Linked DNA regions of Cyprinus carpio: all the other regions are linked to region 1. The links are chromatin contacts, called in public Hi-C maps. All regions are on one chromosome and are shown on one strand. The core of a region is the stretch at or near the end of the contact, and the rest is flanking DNA. Distances in the headings are between cores, read along the strand shown. Region 1 holds the start of LOC109049576 (serine/threonine-protein kinase pim-1-like). Region 2 has its middle 46 kb from the start of LOC109053728. Region 3 has its middle 24 kb from the start of LOC122138222.

Evidence for each region. Hi-C and Micro-C count contacts between places; a contact is called where the count stands out from the background.
Region 2: a contact with region 1 is called in a Hi-C map of skeletal muscle, with 2.0 times the contacts expected there. The contact joins the enhancer-like site here to the promoter of LOC109049576 in region 1. A contact is called at or near these places in 2 of 8 Hi-C or Micro-C datasets (both in skeletal muscle).
Region 3: a contact with region 1 is called in a Hi-C map of skeletal muscle, with 2.0 times the contacts expected there. The contact joins the enhancer-like site here to the promoter of LOC109049576 in region 1. A contact is called at or near these places in 4 of 8 Hi-C or Micro-C datasets (red blood cells and skeletal muscle).

What each region holds. Positions count from the first base shown.
Region 1 is chrB8:6,264,421-6,269,425 of ASM1834038v1, forward strand. LOC109049576 (serine/threonine-protein kinase pim-1-like) reads left to right here and starts at 2,505. Exons shown (of 7, transcript XM_042729363.1): 1 at 2,505-2,886; 2 at 3,073-3,179; 3 at 3,317-3,367; 4 at 3,475-3,841; 5 at 4,623-4,799; 6 at 4,885-5,005. The coding sequence starts at 2,814. It overlaps LOC122138222 (a long non-coding RNA gene), which reads left to right. Exons shown (of 6, transcript XR_006155401.1): 6 at 516-1,173.
Region 2 is chrB8:6,202,576-6,207,580 of ASM1834038v1, forward strand. No RefSeq gene overlaps it. Among protein-coding and RNA genes, the nearest start is that of LOC109053728, 46 kb to the left of the region's middle. Within about 2 kb of position 2,781, at least 2 of the 8 cell types and tissues checked have an H3K27ac peak or open chromatin away from gene starts, as enhancers often do. A contact at or near this core is called in skeletal muscle, where this site is marked.
Region 3 is chrB8:6,226,827-6,231,831 of ASM1834038v1, forward strand. No RefSeq gene overlaps it. Among protein-coding and RNA genes, the nearest start is that of LOC122138222, 24 kb to the right of the region's middle. Within about 2 kb of position 2,210, at least 1 of the 8 cell types and tissues checked has an H3K27ac peak or open chromatin away from gene starts, as enhancers often do. A contact at or near this core is called in skeletal muscle, where this site is marked.

The sequences.
Region 1 (5,005 bases), core at 1,255-3,754:
CTTTGTAAAAATCGATGTGTTTCAGAAAGGCGGGGCATAGAGGAGCAACAATAACGTACAGTATGTGGAAAATAACGTGATTTTGAAACCGCATAAACACATTGCATTACACCAAATACACAAAATAATGTTATTTTAAGCAACGTCATATGACCCCTTTAAATGCCCTCTTCAGCCCATATCCCAATTAATGTTTTGAGTTTTTTTAGTTGCACCATCCATGTCTCTCATCCATGTGTCCCAAACTTCTGTACACTGATGCTGTTTTGTTTGGGAGGAGTAAAGTTTACATATGAAGCCTGAACAAGCAGATGCATTTACACTTGGCCGAGTTGCTTCTTTGTATGTATTTGAAACCACCTCCTGAGGGAGTCTGAGTGATCAGATTACTATAGGTCTTTGAGGGCATTTACACTTGGTCTTCACTACTTAACTATACAATGAGTAAAGATGAAGTGACCAGGTGTGAAACCCCCATAATATAGGTTTACATCAGTTTTTTTGTTGATGTTTAGGCGTATATCCAAAGGGCGGGGAAAATACAGAAGACAGGGAGAGCAAGTTCCTTTCAAACAATAATCTGCGCGGGAAAGAGAGGACAAGAGACATGGGGGATGGGTCTGTGAGTCTTTTATCTCAAGTTTCCCACATCCTGCCGCCTAGTTTAAAACCGGCCACCCAATTTGAAAGAATGCCTGGTATGCACCTCATTTCCATAGTGCCCCGCATTGTTCTCTATTTAAATAAAGACTGTTGCCCGCCAATAGGAGAAACAAAAAACTTTGCGCGCTAATTTGAGAATAATGAGGTAATGCAGTGCATGCTGTCTTCATATGCACTTTGTAGACCTACTTCACATGGACAAAAAACAAAAAAGTTGTCCATTGGGATGATGACGCATTTTATGTACAGAAAAGGAAAGCGTGGGTTGCATTACACTGCAGAATACTTTCTACATGTTTTTTCTTCCTCTTGAAGAACTGATTGAACTGATTGTGTTCCTTGAATGCAATATACAAGGAAAACTTTAAAGTTGCACATTTGTGACCCTGGACCACAAAACCAGTCTTAAGTAGCACAGTTATATTTGTAGCAATAGCCAACAATATATTGTATAGGTCAAAATTATTGATTTTTCTTTTATGCCAAAACTACGTTGGCCGAGAGACCTCAACGTGCTGCAAAAAGAAAAAAACACCTGCAAATTAAGAAAACAACTTCATAAATTTGACAACAAACAAGCTGCAAATGCTCACAACACAACCAAATAAAGAAACGCGATGCAAATAGAAAAAAAAACTACTGCAAATTAAGAAAACAACTTAATCAATTTGACAACACGTGCTACTAATGCTCACAACACAACCAAATAACGAAACGCACTGCAAATGCTCACAACACAACCAAATAAAGAAACACAAAGCAAATAGAAAAAAACAACTGCAAATTAAGAAAACAACTTCATCAATTTGACAACAAATATGCTGCAAATACTCACAACACAACCAAACAAAGAAAATAGAAATTCTTTATTTGTTTGCGTTGTGAGCATTTGCAGCACCTGTTGTCAAACTGATGAAGTTGTTTTCTTGAATTGCTGGTGCTTTTTCTATTTGTGTTTTCTAATAGTATTTTATGAAGCTCTCTCAGCTACTGCACAAAAACCATTAGGATAGTAAAAAAAAAAAAAAAGGAAAAATCATGATCCATGAAAATATTTTGTAAATTTCCTACTGTAAATATATCAAAACTTTCTGATCAGTAATATGTATTCCTTAGAACTTAATTTGGACAACTTTAAAGGCGATTTTCTCCACCTTTTTTTTTTTTGCACCCTCAAATTCCAGTTTTTTAAATAGGCCTAGTTGTATCTTTGCTAAAAACCCATACATCAATGGAACACCTATTTATTCACCTTTCAGTTGATGTATAAATCTCAATAAAAAAATAAAAAAATGGACCCTTATGACTGCTTTTGTGGTCCAGCTTCAGTATACTATTATATTGTCACTGTACTAAAGTCAGTTTCTTCCGGTCTATCTGTCTATGCATATCTATCTATCTATCTATCTATCTATCTATCTATAAAAAATGGACCTATATATATATATATATATATATATATATATATATATATATATATATATATATATATATATATGTTTGTGTGAATAATATGCATTCATACATATTAATATGTATGTACAAAGCATTCATCTATTTTGTAGTACTCTTCATACTTGTCTGAAATAATACTCCGAATCTGTAACGGGGGCTTCAGGCATGGCCCATGTGAATCATTCTCCCTGTCTGCCCCACACCGGCTAAACGCCCTCAAAAAAGCCTCGACTATTTGGCGCGTTTTGATTCCCGCCACGTCTACGTTTTCCTTTATTTTCATATTTGATTGACCTTTTTCTGCAGAGGCAGGCGCATTACTCATTGGCTTAATCGTGTTTGTGGGCGGAGCCAATCCTCCCTTTTACTACTGCTATATAACGGCTCTTGTCCCTCCCTCACGATTTAGAAAGCCGGGTGTTTGTGTTCGTCGCGCACCTCAGACAATAATATTTATCTTCGAAATATATTAATCGTTTACTTTATTTCATATTCTAAACTGGAATAGACCTTGCGCGGTCGTTTAAAGTTCGTCTTGAGAATCAAAACCCATCGAGCCTCGATGAGAAGGGATTTCTACAGGCTTCTAGACCGGATCCCTCAAGCAGACCTTCCCTACATCCATCTCTACACGACGGATTTCGACCTCAACATTGGAATAACCCTCAAGAAGAACTATCTTTTCGGATTATAAAATGCTTCTATCAAAATTAAACACATTCGCTCACATTTCCACCGTGGACATGCCGGCGAAAATCCAGCTTCAAGGTTAGAGGACGGTTATTCTCGCGTGTCTCTATCTGTGTGTGTGAGTGTGTGTGTGTTGTGGTCTTGGGCTAGTTCACGTCAGCAAGACTGAGTGTTGGGAGTAACGCGTGCGTCAGATTTCCAATTATTAAATAATTGTACGTCTTTTATCAATTCTTACGAATCTATCGTATCTTTTATCGACAGTTAAGGAGAAAGAGCCGTTCGAGAAGGTGTTTCAGGTCGGCTCTGTGCTGGGAAGCGGCGGTTTTGGGACGGTGTATGCGGGTTTGAGGATTGCCGATGGCGCGCCGGTAGGTTCCTGAATAGAGTGTTTTTGTTTACATAAGTGTGAACGTTTAGAATCTTCATAACGTGTGTGTGTGTAACATATAAAAATAATGCAAATGTCATTAACTGCTTAATAATGTATTTATTTATTTATTTTTAGGTTGCCATCAAGCATGTGGCAAAAGATCGTGTGACTGAATGGGGAGAGCTGGTGAGTATTTAATTAAAAGGATTATATTCGTATGATTCGTATCTAAAACATTGCACATAAATAAAAAATGACAGCGTCAGTAAAACGAACATGTCCTCCGTTTATAGCCCAATGGCGCGCGCGTCCCAATGGAGATCGTCCTGTTAAAGAAGGTCGGCACCGGATTCCGTGGCGTGATCAAGATGCTGGACTGGTACGAGCGACCGGACAGCTTCATTATAGTCATGGAAAGACCGGAGACCGTCAAGGACTTGTTTGATTTCATCACGGAGAAGGGCGCGTTACCGGAGGAGCTGGCCAGGAACTTTTTTCGCCAGGTCCTGGAAGCGGTGCGTCATTGCCACAACAACGGCGTGGTTCACCGTGACATCAAGGACGAGAATATTCTCATCGATCTACGAACCGGCGATCTGAAGCTCATCGACTTTGGATCGGGGGCTTTACTCAAAGACACCGTTTACACCGATTTCGACGGTAAGAGCCATTTGCATGACCTTCAAGTCAGGGTTCCCACGGTCACGGAAAACGTGGCGGGAGCGGGGAAAATTGAAATGCGTGCTTATCTAGCCTCATGGAAATTTGTGTCGTGGATATAAATGTTTATTTAAAATAAATATGTAAACATTAGTACGATTTTGTGAGGGGGAAAGTTTATAAAACCCCCAAAATTATTGGCTAGAAATTGCTTAAGGTAGTTTTAAATGCGTTTAGACGTTGAAATTCGATTGTTGTAAGGTTTGAAAGTCTTGTCACGCTCTAAGAAGGGTGTATGTTTATATGTTGAGGCGATGCTTTTACGTTTTAAAACGAGTGTATCAAACATATCTGACATTAATCACTTGATAAATGTATTATGACCCCCTTTCATCGTTGACTAGCCATATCAAGCTTTAAAAAAATCACTCGGCGTGATGATTTGTTTATTTTTGTATTATGTTGCTTTGGAAAAAAAACATTTCGCTTGGTTGTGGATTTGGCGCCACCGCCGGTGGGAAATGGAATTATTACAACTCAAAGTTTGTAAACACAAGTCACATGGCAACCAGTTTCTTCACATGCGCGCGCCTGCCGTCACGCTCCCGAGCACATGACTGTGCACATTAATGCTGTGCCAGAACAATAATGTTCAAACAAGACACACCTTTTTCCTGCCGCACCTTTACCTTTTAAAGACTTGTATGCAGTTTTATTGCTTTTTTGTATTTCAGTGTTGCAGAATCATGAATTTAAATGCAGTTTTCTGTTCTCTCTTCAGGTACACGTGTTTACAGTCCACCAGAGTGGATCAAATTTCACCGCTACCATGGTAGATCCGCGACTGTGTGGTCTCTGGGCATCCTGCTGTACGACATGGTGTGTGGGGACATCCCGTTCGAGCAGGACGAAGAGATTGTACGCGGACAGGTGCTGTTCAGGCGGAGAATCTCAACAGGTAAGACTTACAGATCACATGACACTGCCTTCTAGGAGGTTTATGGGTTTATTGCAGGGCTATAATCACACATCCTGTTTTACAGAGTGCCAGCAGCTTATCAAGTGGTGCCTGGCCCTCCGCCCTGCGGAACGCCCGTCTTTCGAGGACATCATCAACCACCCTTGGATGCAGAACACAGCACCCCCTACGGACAACACTGAGAT
Region 2 (5,005 bases), core at 1,531-4,030, 62 kb before region 1:
TGCTACTGGTTTATTCATTTGAATCCCATTTGTCCATTATGCACCTCTTCCTGTCTGTCAAACATGGTTAATGTGTTTTAGTGACACATAAAGTAACCTCTACCTATGTTAAACGCCCCAAGCCGGTGAGGAATGACAGTGTCTTTAGTTTTGATAAATGCTTTGAATTATCCATGTGCCCATAAGCACATGTTGAAAAGCATTGTCTTCTAAGTATAAGCAGTGAAGTACTACCAAACAGGATGATGTGAACTCGACTGCATGTGATTAAATTAGCCTGCAGCAGTGAAATGGCCAAGTGATGTGTCTTAAATGCCCACCACGACAATAATACATTGATGGGGTCCTTTTTTAAATTATAAAATATATACTGCATCTCAAAAGTTTGGACACTCAATGAATAATAGTATTAAGTGAGCAAAAATGGCACAATTACTACACGAATCGTGTAATATTGTATCACTTTCATTTTTGAATTTTAATTTATTATATGATATAGAATGTAAATATGTCAGTTATGCCTAAATGTAATACTACATTTGAACTTTTAATTTGCTAAAATAAAACAGATAAAATATTAGACAATCCCGATTTGTGTATAATTAATACATTATAATCCTATGAGCATAAACCTTTAGATCAGTTCTGTCAATTGTGCTAATGCTAAAATAAGACAGCTAAAATATTACAGTATGTAGTTGTGATTGGGTAATAATTTTGTCATTTTTCTATATAAATAATATAAAATTTAATTCATGCATTTGAATCATATGAGCGCAGATAGATGGATGGATGGATGGATGTCTAAAATTGTTATTCCAAGAATGAATAGAAGGAAAACAGACATTTCTTTGTGGGCAGTATTTCTTACATCCTGACAAGCAATGTGTCTTATGTGGAAAATGCTGCTTTGCATTTACGGTAAACTCTGAGCATATTTTTAACGCATAGGTATTTTTAGCTTGTGTGTTTTTCAGAGGGATTCAGTTCATGGTCTTGTACTGTTTGCTATGTGGTGCCAGTGTCATGACATCTTTTAGAGGCATTTTTCCTGTTGAAATGGAACGCTTGACCGTCTGTTGACTTCCTGTTTCTGCTTACGAGCAGTGGGCCGAACACTGAGATCAGGAAGAAGGAAATGTACCTCCTTAGGGACAGGGAATGTTCTGTGATTTTACTCTTTATCCTGTCTCACCTGCTTATGTAACACTTCCGTATAGGCAAACATAGAAACAAACAGAGAGCAGCTGGACAAGGAAGCCAGTCTGTTATTCATACATTCCACTCATTGTGCTGTCAGGACAAAGTCAACAATTCTCACTTTTGTTAACTAAATCTTCCATTTCACTGTAATTGCTTATTTATGCATTTTCAATTACCTTTGACCTGGTTTAATGAATATTCATACTCCCTATTCATGAATATTCATTTAAAACATGCATTCCATCTTAACACTAGAAAAAGTCAAAAAGCTACAATTATTTTTACCATGGGAAAATAACTGTACTGCATGGTATCAAGTGGCTTACAACCTCTATAAAATTCCTGCATTAGCAATATGATAAAATCAAGTGAAGTTTACCTTGATTTTTACATTTTAATTGTGATTTAGTGCCCTTTTTTTCTGAACAAGCAGTTATCTGCCATAACATGACAGTAATCATTAGCATCGTCCAGAATTTTAATACCCGTATATACCTGTTAATTTACACAAATTTGTATTCTAAATAATACATTTTGTAGAATTCTTTTTTATTATTTTTTATTTTTTTTATCTGTTATCTGCCATAGCATGACAATAATTATTGGCTTATCAGTATTGACTAGAATTTTAATACCAGCGCATCCCTGTTAACTTACACAAATGTATTTACTATATAATAATGAAGTTTATTGAATTTTATTAGTTTTAAAAAAAAAAGTTTTTTTTTTTTTTTTTTTTTATCTGCCTTAACATCACAATAATTATCGGCTCATTAGTATCAACTAGAAATTTAATATCAGTGCATACATTGATTATTTGTTTGTGTGTGTGTATATTTTTCTAGGTGGTTGCTAGGTAGTTGCTTTTGTGTTCTGAGTGATTGCTGTGTGGTTTGCTTACTGGGTCAATGTTTAAAATAGTTTTGTTTTGTGTTTTTGTCGGAAATCGCAGATATAATCGCTCAGAATATTAATGCAACACCTTTCCTCAACAAAATGCATGACAGTCGTTCATGCCAGACTTATAATGAACAAGGCTCTCCCAATCAGATTTTAGAGCCCATTTTATAAAATGTGATTTACAGTGGACAGCCTGAGGGAGGCCATCATGTTTAATGGTGTTATCCATGTAAGCCACACTGCTGCAGGACATGTGTGAAAGACATGTATAGCTACAAGGATATCAGTGTCTATCCTTCAATCTCCGCCCCCATCATGTGGTTTGAAAGTTGATCGGCCGGCCTGGTGCGGTGCGGAGCTGGAGCGAAGGAAAATGAGCATGCTGCTATTTTTAGACCCTCTGGCAGGTGGACAGAAGCGGAGCACATCTATATATAGAGCTGAAGAGAGCGGGAGAGCATGTCAGAGTGGGCTATGCTGGGACTGCACGTCATGGAGATGCCCTGAGCGACGGCCTCTGACCCCGCCCCCTGTCCGCAGCATTTCCTATGTTTCAGTCACCGTGCCGAAGCGCTTCTGTTCTGGTGTCTATCACTGCATCTGGCACTGATGGCTTGTGGGAGGCCGATTGGGCAGACGGTGTGTGAATTATTGAGCAGATGGGGAGTTTCTGCAAGGAAAATGGTGTGGCTTTATCATTCATTTATTTATTTGCTTCACAGCAAAGGATTGTACGAAAGAACTAGACAAATACACAAATATCAATGTAATTGTGGTGCAACAAGTCTTTAGCAGTGAACCCAACTTGAAAGAAAAAAAAAACAATAAAGGAAAAAGGTTCTTGAGATTATTAAAATTTTCGTAGAACTGAAATGTTTCTTTAAAGAACTGATCACTGAAAGGTTCTTTGGGGAACCAAAAATGGTTCTTTTATAGCATTGCTGTGAAAACCCTCTTTGAAACCTTTATGTTAGATCAAGAAATGGCATGCTTAATTGTATGTAATTTTTTTACATTTGTTTTTAGAATGAATCATTTTAGTGACTCGTGCCATTTGGATGATTCATTTCAATGAATTGATTCTTAGAAATAATTTTTTATGAAATATTAATTTAAATGCTGCCATTATTCCCTGTTTTTGATCTGTTTATATATTTGGCTTTCAAAGTGGGTTCTAGTTTTATTAGTTGTGTAGTGTAGATAATTTTGTCATCCTAACTGAGGTCTTTGTTGTTTTTGTACGAGGTAAATACTGCTCTTACTTCAAAATTAAAGATATCAACTGATAAATTGTATTAAATTGCAATAATCGCAATAATGTATTTGTGATTTTGTGGTGCAACAATCTTTAGCAGTGAATCATTTCATTTGGATGATTCGGTTATTCATTAAGTCCCTGCATTCCATTTGATTTATTTTTTATATGGAAACATTAGGTTAAATTCTGTAGTAAATCCCTGTTTTTAACCTATTTATATACAAAACTTTTGATTATATAGATCAGTGGTTCTCAACTCCAGGCCTCGGGACCCACTGCTCTGCACATTTTGAATGTTTCTGAATCTGACACACTCAGTTCAGTTCATGGATCTCTCTCCTAATGAGCTGATGATCTGAATCAGGTGCGATAAATAAGGGAGACAAACAAAATGTGCAGAGCACTGGGTCCCGAGGACTGGAGTTGAGAACCACTGATATAGATTAAAAGTTTTGAGTAGATTTAATTCAGTCACCCTAATTGGGATCATTGTTGTTTTGTGCCGGATAAATACTGCTATTATATTATATTATATTATATTTACATCGGGTAAAATAAGTATTGAACACGGCACCATTTTTCTCGTAAATACATTTCTGTATTAGGTGCTGTTGACTTGAAATTTTCCCCAGATGTCGGTAACAACCCAAGTAATCCATACATACAAGGAAAACAAATAAATTCAGAAAATAAGTTATGTGTAATACAATTGAATTAAAAAATATCATTCACAAACTTCTACAATACTCTTTGCCTTTTGTCAGTGATTATATATTTTAGCTATACTGTAGTACCATCAGATTGGTAGAACACATTTTGCTTTTAAAATGTTCACATTTACAATTTACATTTAAATCCAGCCAGGTGTTGGCCTATAACCTATTAAAAAAAGGAATTCCCTTGTGTAAACAGCGCTGACAGAAGATGGAGCATTGGGAAATTTTGGATTTTGAATTTAGATTAAGATTAATAAGGGTTTATCAGGGATTAATAAAGAACAATTGCTTTAATGTCATGTTAGCACACGCAGAGAGATTATCATGACATGCTGAACATGTACAGTGCGGGCTGATAGTTTCTACCGAAGGATGATGTCTAATTCCCAGTCCTGTAATCTCAGAGAGGTGTCTAGAGCTAAGATGCTTCAGTCATATCTGTTTGACGTGACTGCTGGGGTCCAGTGTGGGAACAGTAGGAGAATGAGCTCTAGCAGCACTGGTTCTGTTCATGATAAGATGGCTGCCGCTCCAGTGGTTACATTGATGGGTTTTGTCCACATGCAGACATGTGCAGGCGCTAGATAACAACAGCACTGCTCGAGTCAACCTGTCCAATTCTTTCGGCTGAATAACTGTGGGGCAGAATGGAGGAGGAGGATGAGGAAGCCTAACATGCTACAAAGAAGCTTTACATTCTTACATGGAGGCCAGATAGAAGACACTCAGCCAATCATAAGATTCTAGTATGGTATTTATGTTATCGGAATCTTAGAAATTTAAGGATAAAATTAAATAGAAATTTTAGTGGATACAATAATTTTGTTTTCTACTTTTTCAATATTTTATGTATTTTATTTAATGCATTAGCAATCATTCTTTTATATATTCTAATTGATTTATTCATTTAGATTTTTATAGATGTATA
Region 3 (5,005 bases), core at 960-3,459, 38 kb before region 1:
GCGATGCAATCATGTAATATTACGGTATGGCTTTTGACTGAACCCAGAGGTTTGTCTGCATAATCTTCACCTTTGGCAGTAAAAGCAAAAAGGAAATTCTAAGCCATGAATCTATATGTGCATGGAACACCGTGTTCCTAGCGACATGCATAATATGTCAACAGCAGGTAGAGTCTTTCACGAGAACCTGCTGTGCAGAATAACTGCACATTCAGACAGCTAACTGCTGCCCATATGAGACCTGCGGACGGAGCTCAGGATGGGGGCTGGGACTCAGCAATGTCTGAATCAAGCATTCAGCCCTGCCAGCATTTTACTTCTCCTCTCTCTCTCTCTCTCTCTCTCTCTCTCTCTCTCTCTCTGTGCTCTGGTCAGAAAATCCTTCTCTCAGAGGAGCCTGAAGGTTTCTGCATGTGGTGATCACATTGTGGTTTCTTGTACCAGTATGCAGTATAGAGCTGAAAGGTCAGAATATGAAGAACATGAAGTGAGACCGCAGGCGTCACAATGAGCTCAGTGTGATTGCTTTCATTTGGCAAGAGTTAAAGGGCACAAAATGAGGGGCGTCAATTAATTTGACACGCTTGGTGCTCTTAAAGGGGACTGTATGCTTTTGAAGGAATTTTAAAGGAATTTTTGTGAATCTGTGAGATTTGCTTTATCAGTGCCAAAGAAGGTGGCAGCTGCCAGGATCCATGTAAAGAGACATATATGATTCATGCAGTGGTGCGGGAACAGCATGAGTGTGTGGAGAGGGGAGTGGACTCTATATGTAGATAATTGTGCATTGGGGGAGGGGCCAAGAGTAAGGAGTTTCACTGATGAGATCTCACATGCATGCTATATGTATGTGTGTATATATTAAAGTCACTAAATTAGTGCTTTCAAACAATTAATTGCGAAGCTTTTGTTTACATAATATATGAGTGTGTGCTGTGTATATTTATTATGTATATATAAATACAAACACATACAGTATATATATTGAAAATATTTACATGTATATATTTATATTCATATAATTTATATTATATATAAAGATATATAATATATAAACATATATTTTTCTTAAATATATACATGCATATGTGTGCATTTATATATATACAGTACATAATAAATATGCACAGTAGTACACACATATATTATGCGAACGAAAATTTTAATTTGTATGCGATTAATCTCGAAATATAAAAAAAATTCATTAAATATTAAGTGTGTGTGTGTGTGTGTGTGTGTGTGTGTGTGTGTGTGTGTGTGTGTGTGTATATATTAATACAAACTGTGTTTGTATATTTATATAATGTATAGATTTAAATTTTGTGTGTGTGTGTGTGTGGGTGTGTGAGTGTGATTATACTGCACACATTTATATATATATGTTATATATTTTAATAATGTTATATATTTTAATATATGAATTATATAATATAAAATGTATATAATGTAATAATATATATATAACAATATTAATACAAACAGTGTTTGTATATTTACTGTAGATTTAGATTTGTTAAAAAAAATTAAATATCTATTTTATGCATGCATGCTTGTGTGTGTGTGTGTGTGTGTGTATATATATATATGAGTACAGTATAAACAAATATAAGATGATTAAAATAAATAATTATATATTATATATTAATTAGAATGTGTATTGTGTGTATACACACAAGCATATAAATGCATAATTTTTTTTTTTTTTTTATAAATCAATGAGTGTGTGTGTGTGTGTGTGTGTGTGTGTGTGTGTGTGTGTGTGTGTGTGTGTGTATATATATATATATATATATATATATATAAGAATAATAGAATAATATTATGAATTATTTTAGAAAATTGGACATTTAAATACAATAAGTAAAGAGGAAACTGAATTGTTTTTGAATGTCATGGGGAAGTAGGTCACAAACCTTGCATTTGTTTGTCTCCTGATATTTTGCTCTGTTTCAAGTGTTCTTTACACTTGCTCATTTAGGTTATTAGTTCTTTTGGTTTCATTGTCATTATTTTTTGTTTGTTCATCTCTTAACAGGTCACATCAATTCCAGGTTAAGTGATATTACACAACAAAATCATTTCATCAAACCGTTCCTAGCTTGATCAGTACTCCATGACTTCCTGAAAAAAAGGAGTGCATCAGTGCAGGTTTTGGCGCAGGAAATTGAGGTTAGCAGAAAATGGGTCACTGTAAGACTTGCGCTCTGTGCGTGGCCTACTGTCAGCGCCTGTGAATTGAAGGGAGATGCGCAAAGATAATTAGCTGTTTGAGAACAGGAGACAACCGTGTTTCGTCTGATCTGTTTTGAGCTCTGACACTGTCAGCGTAAGGGTTAATGCTGTTGTAAGCAATACCCATTTGCTTGAGTGCTATTTTGGTTGGAACTCTAGAGAGGATAGGAGCGCATTAAATCATGTGGTGTTACTGTTACCTCAGAGGTAACTGAAGTTCAGATAATGTTCGACTTAGGAGAGTGACCCGTCATGATAAATTAGAGATTATTATTATAATGCATCAGACACATCAAAATATTATTTGAAGTGCGTTGAAATAATGTTGTAGACTGTGAGCACTCGTTAATTGCATAAGCACGGAGGAAAGTAGCTTGCTAGCACAGATATCTGTGGTTTTTAGGGTGTTCTGGTGATTCTAAGGTGTTACTAGGGTGTTTTGGCAGGTTTCTATGGTTTTCTGTGTACGTCTGATAAATCATTAGGCTTAATTTTGTTGCTTTTGGTGGACATAACATGAATTTTTAAAATTCAGATAAAAAAAAAAATCATTTTCACACTTTAAAATTGCACTTTTTATTGAAAATATTTTACGTTTTATATACCTTTTACAATTTGAAAATATTTTAAATATTTTTTTTCAAAATGTTCATATAGTTTTCTTTATGAATAATTTTTTTTAAAAGTGTTATAAAAGTATATTGTATGACTCCTTTGTTATATTTCAGCCTTCTGAAGTCACGTGATGCTTTCTGTGATTAACAGACCCAAAACTGTATTTAAAGTTTAATTAAAAGTATATTTAGAGGTTGTTTTGAAATGTGGCCACTATTGCGTTATCACAAATGTAACATACCACAGATATTTTGCTCTGCAAGAGAGAATAAAGAATAATTACCTCAAAAATTGTGTTCAGAATGCACTAAAACAATGTTGGTATTGATTGTAGTCACTAGTTAGCTTTGTAATATAAGTGTGTAGGATACACAAAAATAGCAAGTAGCTTGCATTCGAAGCCACTTAGAAAGCACCTAACACACCACAAATATTTGTTTTGCAAGAGACTACAAAGGGAGATTGCATTAAAATTGCATCAAACTCCAAAGTCAAGTGAATGAATGTTGTTTTGCACTGTGACGTATTCCAGGAATATTATCATCTGAAACATGCTGCAACTTGTAAACCAAAGCAACTTGCATAATGCTATTAACGTGAAACATGCAAAAAGCTTCTGTTCATTTGAACAGCACATTTCCCACACACCAGTAGTTTCAGTTTTGCTAAAATAAAAAAAAGGGTTTATTGTGTTTTATTTACCAGCATTTTACATTATTTCTTAGTAGCTATGTTTCCATCCAAAGTTATTCCAAAATTTCAATATAGCATAAAACATGTGCAAATAAAGTACCGTTTCCATCTAGTGAGTTGAAGAGAACAAAACCACTTCCTGATTAACTTGCGCTAAATATCATGAAGAAAATTTAAATTTGCTGCAGTATAGTAGAAGGCACTGTATATAATATTTTTTGCATATAATAAATTACGAGCTTCAGAGACCGCAGTTGAAACGCGGCCATGTTATCTTATTTTCAGAGCATGCTGTTTAGGAACGCTGTTCTGGGAGTTAATTATAACTAAGCACTTTGATGACTTCCCATCGCAAAGTCACATGTCTTTTTTGATGCGCATTAAGGAATTTATTCGGTAAAAGTGTTTCCATCATAGTTTATGTGGATGTTTCCTTACCTGATAAAAAATTTATCTTACTTTGTTGAGCGCATACATTTTTTTATGCGCATTTTTAGAATCCATCCATAGTTTTTTAATGCGACATTCCAAAATAGACATTAAAAATGTGTGGATGAAAACTAGTGTAATTTTGACAGCGCAACTTTTTTAATGTAACTCTATGTTTGTATTGTGCATAATAATAGGCAGTAGCTTGCTGTCGTACTTATTCAGCACACCTCAAATATTTGTTTTGCCAAAAACAATGAAGTCTAGAATGAAAGCAATTTTAGTTATTTTCTCCTTTGCCAGATATCACCACCCTCGGCATCAGTGGCGCCTCTGCCTGTGATGTCAGACGGTCTGAGGCTGTCAGAAGTGTTAGCCGGGTGCCTGATGTCTCAACCCTCCCCTATTTACAGATCCAGCAAATCCAGGCACCCAAACAACCCCATCCACCACCATTCATCCTCTAAATACTGATAAAAACAACTGTCTGAACACAGACACAGTGGAATGTGCTTTGCAGCGTTTCACAAAGGCAGACGGTCTCTCAGACAGCTGCCAATTCTCCCACAAATGTGCGAGTCTGGGGTTCATGGGAGGTAGAGCCTCTCGAGAAAGCCTTTGTAGATGCCGCTACCTTCGTGGCCGGGCTTTCTGTTACACCAGGCCCGGATCCAAAGCTCTGGATGAGCTTAAACTTGCTGTCCTTTTCCCAATCTGTACGGACAAGTCCTCCCAGCTGCCGCATGTTTTTAATTACAGCACGCATTTGGTCTAATTTTGCCAACAGGGCAAGACGAAGATCGTAATATGTAATACTCAAAGCTTTAACGTCTGGGTCAGGATTGAAGTCTTTTAAAAAAACATCTGCGACCTGTTTGCATGCAAAACACTTGTGGTCTCTCATCTACACGCAACAAATCTCTGCATTTGCAAGAGAGTGGTTTACGGCTGCCTAAGACTCTGTCTGGCTGTGGCCTTCCTGTCCTACATTCATCATGTGTCTCATCACTGTTTTTCTTCTTTTTCCTCCCCGCCT